3 separate regions of the Mus musculus genome follow, and all the other regions are linked to region 3. The links are chromatin contacts, called in public Hi-C maps. All regions are on one chromosome and are shown on one strand. Each heading gives the region's core, a stretch centred on a gene start, on an enhancer-like site or on the middle of the called end of the contact. The rest is flanking DNA. Distances are from core to core; before and after follow the strand shown.

Region 1 (2,982 bases), core at 169-2,668, 74 kb after region 3:
AGTTTCATGTGTTTTGCAAATTGTATCTTGGGTATTCTAGGTTTCTAGACTAATTAATATCCACTTATCAGTGAGTACATATTTAATGACTTCTTTTGTGATTGAGTTACCTCACTCAGGATAATATCCTCCAGATACATCCATTTGCCTTAGAATTTCATAAATTCATTGTTTTTAATAGCTGAGTAGTACTCCATTGTGTAAATGTATCACATTTTTTGTATCCATTCCTATGTTGAGGGACATCTGGGTCCTTTCCAGCTTCTGGCTATTATAAACAAGGCTGCTATGAACATAGTGGAGCATGTGTCCTTATTACCAGTTAGAACACCTTCTGGGTATATGCCCAGGAGAGGTATTGCTGGATCCTCCGGTAGTACTATGTCCAATTTTCTGAGGAACCGCCAGACTGATTTCCAGAGTGGTTGTACCAGCTTGCAATCCCACCAGCAATGGAGGAGTGTTCGATTTTCTCCACATGCTCGACAGCATCTTCTGTCACCTGAATTTTTGATCTTAGCCATTCTGACTGGTGTGAGGTGGAATCTCAGGGCTGTTTTGATTTGCATTTCCCTGATTAAGGAGCTGGTCTAATTCTTAATAAACCTGAGAGGGAGGTATTTTTGTTACCCCCTCCCACCCCAATCCTGTAGTTTAGAAAACACTTTCCCATGGGCATTTTCTAGCCGTCCTTGGAATTAGAATTGAGTGCTACAACTCTAGACCTGAACTGCGAGCTGCCATTTTATTACCAATTTCCCTTCACATGTGTCTATTACCTTGCTTAATCTTTCACTTTAATATTTTGAAATATCCTTGTGAGCATTACAGGTTAATTGTCACCCTGGACCTTTCCCCTTCAGACCTGTGAGTCTGTGTGGATAATCCTTGTGCTCATGTATATTCAGGACTGGAAGTGGCTTGTGTTAATGAATGAGGTGACCCACTGGCAATGCTTGGATTCTCAGTAACATGCTGAATGTGTAGTCACAGTTACAGTATTCTTCTACAGTGGTCACTGACAACTCTTCTGTTTGGCTGTGAAGCGGCTTACTGACTCCTTAGACCCATCTTACCAATCACCCCCAGCCTGGCTTTCCAGACACGATGACTTGGAGTTTATACTCCAAGTCTGATTTTAGTATGTTCCTCAGGAACAATAGTGAAATCTCCTCCCCTCTTCTTACCTCACTCAAATAACGGAAGTCACGGAAGCAGACCTTGACTGTTCCCAGCTCACCAGCCTGAGATGGCCGGTCCTTACTCAGCCTGACGTATTTACTGGAGAGAATATTTGTAGGGTAAAGAGCTAACTTGTGCTCTTTGCTTGTGCTCTTCAGTGGCAGGCAGGTGACCTGCTGTCTGCATGCTTGCCTTTCATGCAGTGACAGTGACAGGGCTAATGGTGCCTTTTGTTGCAACACCAGCTGGCCTGATGACTGTCGTTCTCATCAGAGCCACTTGGAGGCCAGCTTTACTAAGATGTGGCTGCATCCTAGTGAGACAAGTCTTGACTTTTAAACCAAAAGAGTAACTAGAATCTTGTTCCTGTTGAATTGTTGTTCACTGATTTCTTTATTTTCAGAGGTTAAATATTTCATTTAAATAAATGCTGATTTTGTTAAATTTTTTAAATAAAATATTAGATGATAAAATCCGTGGGCAATTTAGATTGCTTTTGACTGTTTGATAGGATTTTTTTAAGCTCTTTGTCTATTTACTCCACGGTATACTTGATTAATTGGTTTTGCTCAAAATGTCTTAAGCAATGGCTGAAGTCAGTCTTGAAACTCCCAATTAATTTTTTCCCTTGAGTTTATGGTTTGTTTCTGGCTTTTTTTTTTTTTAAGCATGTTCTGATTTCTTCCTCTGATTTTTCATTTTTTCAAAACAAATTTGAGCAAGTATTCCTCTGTTACTGGATTAGCATTCTCTGGAGGTTTTTTTTTTTTTTTTTTTGCTCCGAGTTCTCATTAATCAGGGCTGAGTCGAGGCCAGGAACCAGCGGCTGATTGTCTTCACATTGTCTGTCTTTTGGCAATCCCACCTCATGCTGATCTCAGCCTGGGTGCAGTTGCAATTCCTAGATCCCAGTCTTCGGGATTCCTAGCTGAATAGTGCAAGGTTCTTCACACTCGAGTCCATCTGTGCAAAGCTTCCTCTGTAATTCGTTGTCTGGCGCTGCTCTCAGTAATGTTTTTGAGCTCCTATTGGGATGTGAGAAGTCATTAAAACCATCATTTTTTCCTCCTTTTGCAGAATAAAAAGGTTGGGTTGCTTGGTGTTTTCTTTCTCTGCCTCATATGAACTCAGGTCACAAGGTTCTGAGCCTGCTAGAGCTGTGAGTGGTTGTAAAAACACACTTCTCTTTTTGCCAAATTTTATGATCTCTGAAAGTGCCTGGTATTGAGGTATTCATATCTGTGTTATAAACACTCCAAGAGCTCCCTTTGCCTTTAGCTTTGGGGAACAGTTTGATCCCAGTGTTCTATATAAATTCCAAGAGCAGAGAGTGACTGAGCACAGTTGAGAGGTTCCTGTGTTCCTCTGCCACTGGCCCTCAAGCTCAGCCATTGTTCAGCTGTCACAGCTGAGCACACAGCCACTTGCTGTGCTGAAGGTGATCTGTGAAGAGTTGGTTCCGAGGCAGGACAGGCTCTGAGTTAAGACCCAACAATATGAATTTTATTTCTCTTCATGCTTTGCTGCTTCCTTTTTATACATTCTCAGGAGGACAAATGGACAAGTTCTCTCTTGCTGCATCCTTACCTCTTCTGACTCATCTACCAGGCTGAAGTAAAGTCAGCGTTTGAAGTTTAACTCTGCCCTTGTCTGGGCACTGTTCAGAATGAGAAGAGACCAATGTAAAGACGCTCTTATTAGCTCTTCTCCGGATTCTTCTCCGGATGGCTTTACTCCGATCAAAGTACTAAGAGGAACTGTATTATGGTCCACATTTTCAAAACTGGGGATAAATTAAAC
Region 2 (3,054 bases), core at 140-2,639, 98 kb after region 3:
CAGCACCAGCTGTCATGCCCTCTATGGCTTCCATTTTGGCATGAGGACAGTTCTACATGCACTCTGTTGCCTACATTCAGAGCAGTGCACTTAGTGATGGTCTCGATGAGGAGCCGCCTGAAACACTGACTGTAGGTCCTTCCTTCCCTATCTAACCTAACCTTTGCCTTGTTTCTTAGCTGTTAAAACACAATTCTGAATATGTTGATAAAATAATTGGTTCTGCTTCAGACACAGATGAAAGACATAGCGGATGAGCTGTTACTGCAGAGGCACGACAGGAAAATTGGAGTTTGGAAGGCAAGTAATTATATTCTTCCTCTTATAAATTCTACTCCCTCAAACAAAGTATTACATGCGCGCGTGCGCGCACACACACACACACACTCACACACACTCACACACACTCACACACACACACACACACACACACACACACACACACACACACACACGTGCTCTCCCCACCCCAGTGGTGCTCCCCGCCCCCGACTTGTCCCTGACCATCATTATCTAAACCTCCTTCTGCAGGCCGGTTGTGGAAGTGTGCCCTGTTCCTCAGAGCTCCTGCCCTCTCAACCATGGAGCATACGGCTGACCTTTAAACGTGTGCTTTTCCCTTGAGGCCCCAGGTTTGGTCCCCAGCACTGGGGACATATATATGTCTATTTAGTCATGAAAGCCTGGGTTTGTCACACGAGCTGTGCTTACAGCACGTGGTCATTTACTTATCAGGAGAGTGGATTATATAGAAAGAACATGTCACAAGAGGCACCAGTGAATTACATCATTCTTATCCCCCCCAACCCCCACCCTTGAACTTCAAATTATAGCTTAGCTTGAAAGCAACTACAGCAACTGTGATTTTGTAGATGATTAAAATCGCTGTAATGGGATGCTTTTGTATAATGGCTTATTGTGCTTTTAGCAAGTATGATGAGCATAGTCCTGTTAGTGAGTCTGCAGGCTCCAGAGGGTTACCCTCTGGGTCATGAAAACTGAGGCCTAGGTGGTTCGTTCAAATTAGAGCAAAGATAAAGGTTTCTCCTAAAGTCAGAGGATGCTTGGGTCTGCCAGGAAGCTCTCTTCCCGGCTGCCTCTTGAAGGGAGGCGATCTTTTGAAAGGTTTGTTTTTGTTATATTTTTATTGAAATACTAAGTATAATGAGCATATATTTTATATTATTATGATCTATATTTTGCATTATTTTCTATTTATTTAAATTACAGGTTTTAGTTAAATGGCTAAGTTTTAGTGTCTTAAGAATCAGGCCTTAAAACAGTCTTTGTTGAGTGGGTTTTAAATAAACATCCCACTTTAATCCATACTTGTTCCTATTTATAGGGTTGTAATCTTAATGCGGAGCAGATGCTAAGAGTCTTAAGTGTTTGTGCAGAGAGCATGGCTCTGCCTTGCTAAGGAGTGACAGGCATCTATGCCTGCGCTTGGGTTAATGGCCACCACTCACCACGGCCTGGTGCTTTTCCCTTTCAGCTGCAGCGCAGGCTACCCCTCTCCAGGCGGAATTCATTACTCTTTCCTCCCTCAAGTTCCTAGGGTACTTCTTGCAAAACTGTGTCCAACATTTGTACTGATGGTCACATGCAGTTCGTTCCAAGAACTTATTTAATGCCTTGTCAGTAATGGCATTTAGTCACTGCTATAATTTATTTGTCCCGCTACAATGGTACTTTGGGAGCACTGTGTCCTTGCATCGTTGCCTACTTAATGACAGTGACTCTGGGGAATCCCAACAGGATTCAAATCTATTTTCAATATATACATTTGGTAAATTTAATAAAACCTATTTGCTTTTTGAAATTAAGAGGGTAAAAGAGGTTGAATATGTGACTTGAATTGAGTAAAATATTTTTTAAAGTTTGCTCCAAAATTGCTACAGTATAAAATAGATGTAGATAAAATATCTTTAAGCATTATTAAAATATCATGGGCACTTGTAGATTTTATGATGTATAAAATAAATCTTCAGTCAGAAGAATTTCATTATTAAGAAGAAAACAAAAATATCCCAGCACTCAAGAATCAGAGGCAGGCGAAGGTGAGGCCAGCCTGGTCTTCATAGTGAGTTCTGGGCCAGCCAGGGCTACAGAATGACGTTCTGTGTCAAAACAATAAAATGATTGTTGGTATCCACGGGTGACGTGGAGTGGTTGAGCACTTGCCTTACATGCGCGAGGCACTGACTTCCATTCCTAACATTGCAACATGAATATGTTAAGAAGCAATATAACTATTCATTTAAAATGGGTTAAAAGCATTCCATATAAAAGCATAATCTTACCAGGATAGAGTTAAAGTAAATCTTCAACTTAAATGATAGAATTGTTGATTTTTCTTAAAACTATTATAATCCAAAGAATAAAAGAAGTAGTAAAAATAATGCAAGCACAATAAATCACAATGTAACAATGTAACAATGTAAATCACCATAAGTCACATTGTAACTATATCTAACAATAGCATCCTGATTATTCTGTTCTCTTTTCTCACTGGCCCCAAACTGTAATGACTATTAAAAATTTTTAACAATATAGTTACATGTAAGTCAGCCAGTAATTTTTCTAAAAGTAATGGGGCCATTGGAGGGGGAGGGGAAAAAGAGAGACAAAAATGCAGAGTCTGAGGGGAAAGCTGTCAAATTCTATTACATCCACAGCACACATTTCAGTAGCCAAATCAAAAAAAAATGGGAGTTGGTGGTTTTAGTTTAATTAAGGACTTGATTGCTACTTTTGGAACATGTCTGATTTCCTGTATTATTTGGACAGCCTGTGGAGAGTAAGTGGATATCTTCATCCTGTGAGATTATTGCTTTCCGTAAAGCATTATTGAATCCAGTCATTGCAAGGCAATTTCAACGGTTTGTGGCCCTGAAAGGAGATTTATTGGAAAATGGAGTTCTTTTTTGGCAAGAAGTACAAAAGTTTAAGGTATTGTATTTGGAACTGGAGAAAATAACTTCTGTTTGAAGAGGTGGTGCCTTAAGCTAGGATGTCGCTATCTCTAGCTAATGGAATTGTGTAATACACCCA
Region 3 (2,845 bases), core at 224-2,723:
GCCACTGGCGGGTTTTAAGTAGGTCAGATTTGCATTTAGATAGCTGGTTTTGCTTTCAGCATGGATAATGGATTTAAAGAGAACTCCTAGCTGGGAGCTAAGCCTGGAAGACTGACAAGTTAGGAAGCTTTTACAGCAGACCAGATGGGAGCTAGCGCTAAGGCTGTGTGTGGGTGCTCTTGGGAAAATGAGAGCAGAGCCCAAATGCAGAAATATGTTAAGGTAGAACTGGCTGAATCCAGTATTTACCTGAATGTGGGGTTTGGAGGGAAAGTTCTAGGGGGAAACTTTGAGTTACTCGGAAGATGTATCATTTAACGGTCATAAGATTTATGTTCCAAAAATAATTTATGTCCCCCCCCAAAATCTGTGTTTTAGTTGAGATAGGTTCTCAAGTAGCCCAGGCTGGCCTTAAACTTCTGATCCCCCTGCCTCCACCTTCCTAGTACAGATTTTGCAGGTCTTTGCCCCAACCCCGGTCAGAAGATGAAGCTCAAAGATCCTGTCTGGGAATGGGTATGATTTGGGTGTGGAGTGATAGGGTGGGGTATAGCTCCTGTTAGACATTTGCATTGGAAGTACTGCTGGGAAGGGGCAAGCAGTTAGCTTTGGGGTTTATTTGGTACCACTGAGGAAATTCAGAACTACAGAATGGGATAAGTTTTATAAAACAATTAGGAAGCAGTATTTCCAATGCAAATGTCTAACAGGAGCTATACCCCACCCTATCACTCCACACCCAAGTCATACCCATTCCCAGACAGGGACTTTGAGCTTCATTTTCTGGCCAGGGTTGGGGCAAAGACCTGCAAAACCTGTACAAGCAACGTGGAGGCAGGAGGATCAGAAGTTCAGGGCCAGCCTGGGCTACATGAGAACCTATCTCAACTAAAACACAAATTTGGGGGGGGGGACATAAATTATTTTTGGGACATAAATATTTTTAGTATTTAGAATAATTGTGTTTAAATTTTTATCTTTTCTATTTAAATAAATTCTTTTTTGTTTGTTTGTTTGTGGTTTTGCTTTACTGTAGCTCAGGCTGGCTTTAAACTCTTAGTAACTGAGAACAAGCTGTAACTCTATTCTCCTGCCTTCTTTTGTTAACTGTTAGGATTGCAGGTGTGTGCCACAGTACACAGGGCTCTGTTTTCCTAACTCCTTTCCTGAACACACATTTTAGGGTAACTGTAATCTGTGGTCCCCAGTTCGGGTAATTCCTAGTGGTCAGCGTTTATGAAAAACCTTTTGCTACAGGCGTCTGACCTAAGGAAACTGAGGCCTGGCTCTGCGGTCCTTCGCTGTGGGAGGATCTGCTCCCCCCGCCCCCGCAACAGCCCTTCCCCACCAGGAGCCGTGCGATCTCCACAGTAACGGCCGCTCCCCAGCCGCCACCCCTGGCCCAGGCGCCTCTGCTTTGTCCAGCTCTATGGCAACAGCGGGCAGCCCCAGGCCGCGTGCCGTGGGGCGGCAGTCGCTCCCCAGACAGCGGGGCCGGGCAGCTGGGTTCCCCCGACAGGATGCCGGAGAAGCGGCTCTCGGCGGGTAGGTGGGCCCCGGCGCCCTGCCGCAGTGCTCGGGCACCCGGACCGCGCTCGACCCCAGCCCCAAGCCTCCAGCCCAAGCCCGGGTCCCCAGCCCCAGCTCCCTGCCTTTTATACGAACCCCCAGGGCAGTCGCTATTACCTTGTGCGCTAACCACGCTAAGCTCTCCTTTTGCAAATGGGGGCCTTAGGTTAGCTCTGGGGTGACAGTGGGTCCCAAGCCAAAGTCCAAAGGTCTTTCCTCCCCACCTTCACCTGGAATCCTACCTTAAAATGTAATCCATGTGCGGATAATGAACATTTTACTGAGCTCACCCGGGATATATGTATATACAGTAGCGCCAGGGGCTGTCGCAGATGATTTCAGTTAGTCTAAAAGGAAGATCTGAGTACGAAAAGGTAACGTTTTGTCTCCTTCCAGAGCCGCCAGAAGTTACAGAAGAAGAGTTTGTGAGTACACAGTGGCGAGAACGGGTCTTTTTTTTTACATTCTCTTCGGGCTAAAGCTTTCTTCTGTAAAAGACCTCATGTAGTTTCTCCGTACCCTTGCTGTCCCTATGGGGGCAGGCCGGCTGTCTCCATGGCTTTGTTGTGATGTGCAGGGCAGCTCCTGGTTGCAGTAAACATTAGTAGGTAAAGTTGCTCACCCCAGCATTAGAGATGGGAAAGAAGGGCTGGGAGTCGGGGTCATCCTTTGTGACATAGCAAATTCAAGGCTATGTGAGATCCTGTCTTAAAAAATACCAGCCCTCCCTCACCTCCACCCCCATGGTAGCACTCAGGTCTTTAAACTCCAGCAGAGGCAGGAGGATTTCTCTGAGTTTGAGGCCAGCCTGGTCTACAGAGCAAGTTCCAGGACCGCCAGGGCTATACAGAAAAACCCTGTCTCAACAACAACAACACCACCCAGTCAATCAATAAATAATAAAATAACAAAGCCAAAAAACCCAAAACTAATCAACCAAACAACCAAAACAGACAAACACAAAAACAGCAACAGAAACCAGTCATCTATTTGTAAGTGTTTAAATTGTTTTCTAGACATTGTTCTCAGGTCAGAATTTTGGAGAAATTGAGCATACTAAATATTTGCCAAATCTATTTATCATTTGGGAGAGTGCTGTCTTTAGAGACTCTTCTAGAAAGCATATTGCTTACACGAGGAGCTTGCCCCAGGGCACAGACAGACACAGAGGCAACCCTTTTTCCTACCACCGTTGAGGCTGGAGCTCAAAGCGCGTCCAGTATTTACTAATGTGAATACTCTAGCACCCACTTCTCTTGTTGACTGATTATCCTAT

The links. Hi-C and Micro-C count contacts between places; a contact is called where the count stands out from the background.
Region 1: a Hi-C map of uterus shows a contact between it and region 3, with 3 times the contacts expected there. The contact joins the enhancer-like site here to the promoter of Rgs22 in region 3. A contact is called at or near these places in 6 of 39 promoter capture datasets (the HPC-7 cell line, cranial neural crest, embryonic stem cells and 2 more), 11 of 484 Hi-C or Micro-C datasets (Sertoli cells, embryonic stem cells, erythroblasts and 1 more) and 1 of 9 other capture datasets (embryonic stem cells).
Region 2: a Hi-C map of rod photoreceptor shows a contact between it and region 3, with 2.6 times the contacts expected there. The contact joins the enhancer-like site here to the promoter of Rgs22 in region 3. A contact is called at or near these places in 7 of 39 promoter capture datasets (the 3T3-L1 cell line, 3T3-L1-derived adipocytes, the HPC-7 cell line and 4 more), 1 of 484 Hi-C or Micro-C datasets (rod photoreceptor), 1 of 115 datasets of contacts at active chromatin or transcription factors (embryonic stem cells) and 2 of 9 other capture datasets (adipose tissue and pancreatic islet).

Annotation. Positions count from the first base shown.
Region 1 is chr15:36,065,282-36,068,263 of GRCm38.p6, reverse strand. The region is part of intron 14 of Rgs22 (regulator of G-protein signalling 22); the gene reads left to right. Among named protein-coding and RNA genes, the nearest start is that of Rgs22, 74 kb to the left of the region's middle. Within about 2 kb of position 1,418, at least 26 of the 459 cell types and tissues checked have an H3K27ac peak or open chromatin away from gene starts, as enhancers often do. A contact at or near this core is called in uterus, where this site is marked.
Region 2 is chr15:36,040,451-36,043,504 of GRCm38.p6, reverse strand. It overlaps Rgs22 (regulator of G-protein signalling 22), which reads left to right. Exons shown (of 28, transcript NM_001195748.1): 20 at 232-300; 21 at 2,791-2,952. Among named protein-coding and RNA genes, the nearest start is that of Rgs22, 98 kb to the left of the region's middle. Within about 2 kb of position 1,389, at least 6 of the 459 cell types and tissues checked have an H3K27ac peak or open chromatin away from gene starts, as enhancers often do. A contact at or near this core is called in rod photoreceptor, where this site is marked.
Region 3 is chr15:36,139,028-36,141,872 of GRCm38.p6, reverse strand. Rgs22 (regulator of G-protein signalling 22) reads left to right here and starts at 1,473. Exons shown (of 28, transcript NM_001195748.1): 1 at 1,473-1,545; 2 at 1,966-1,994. The coding sequence starts at 1,521.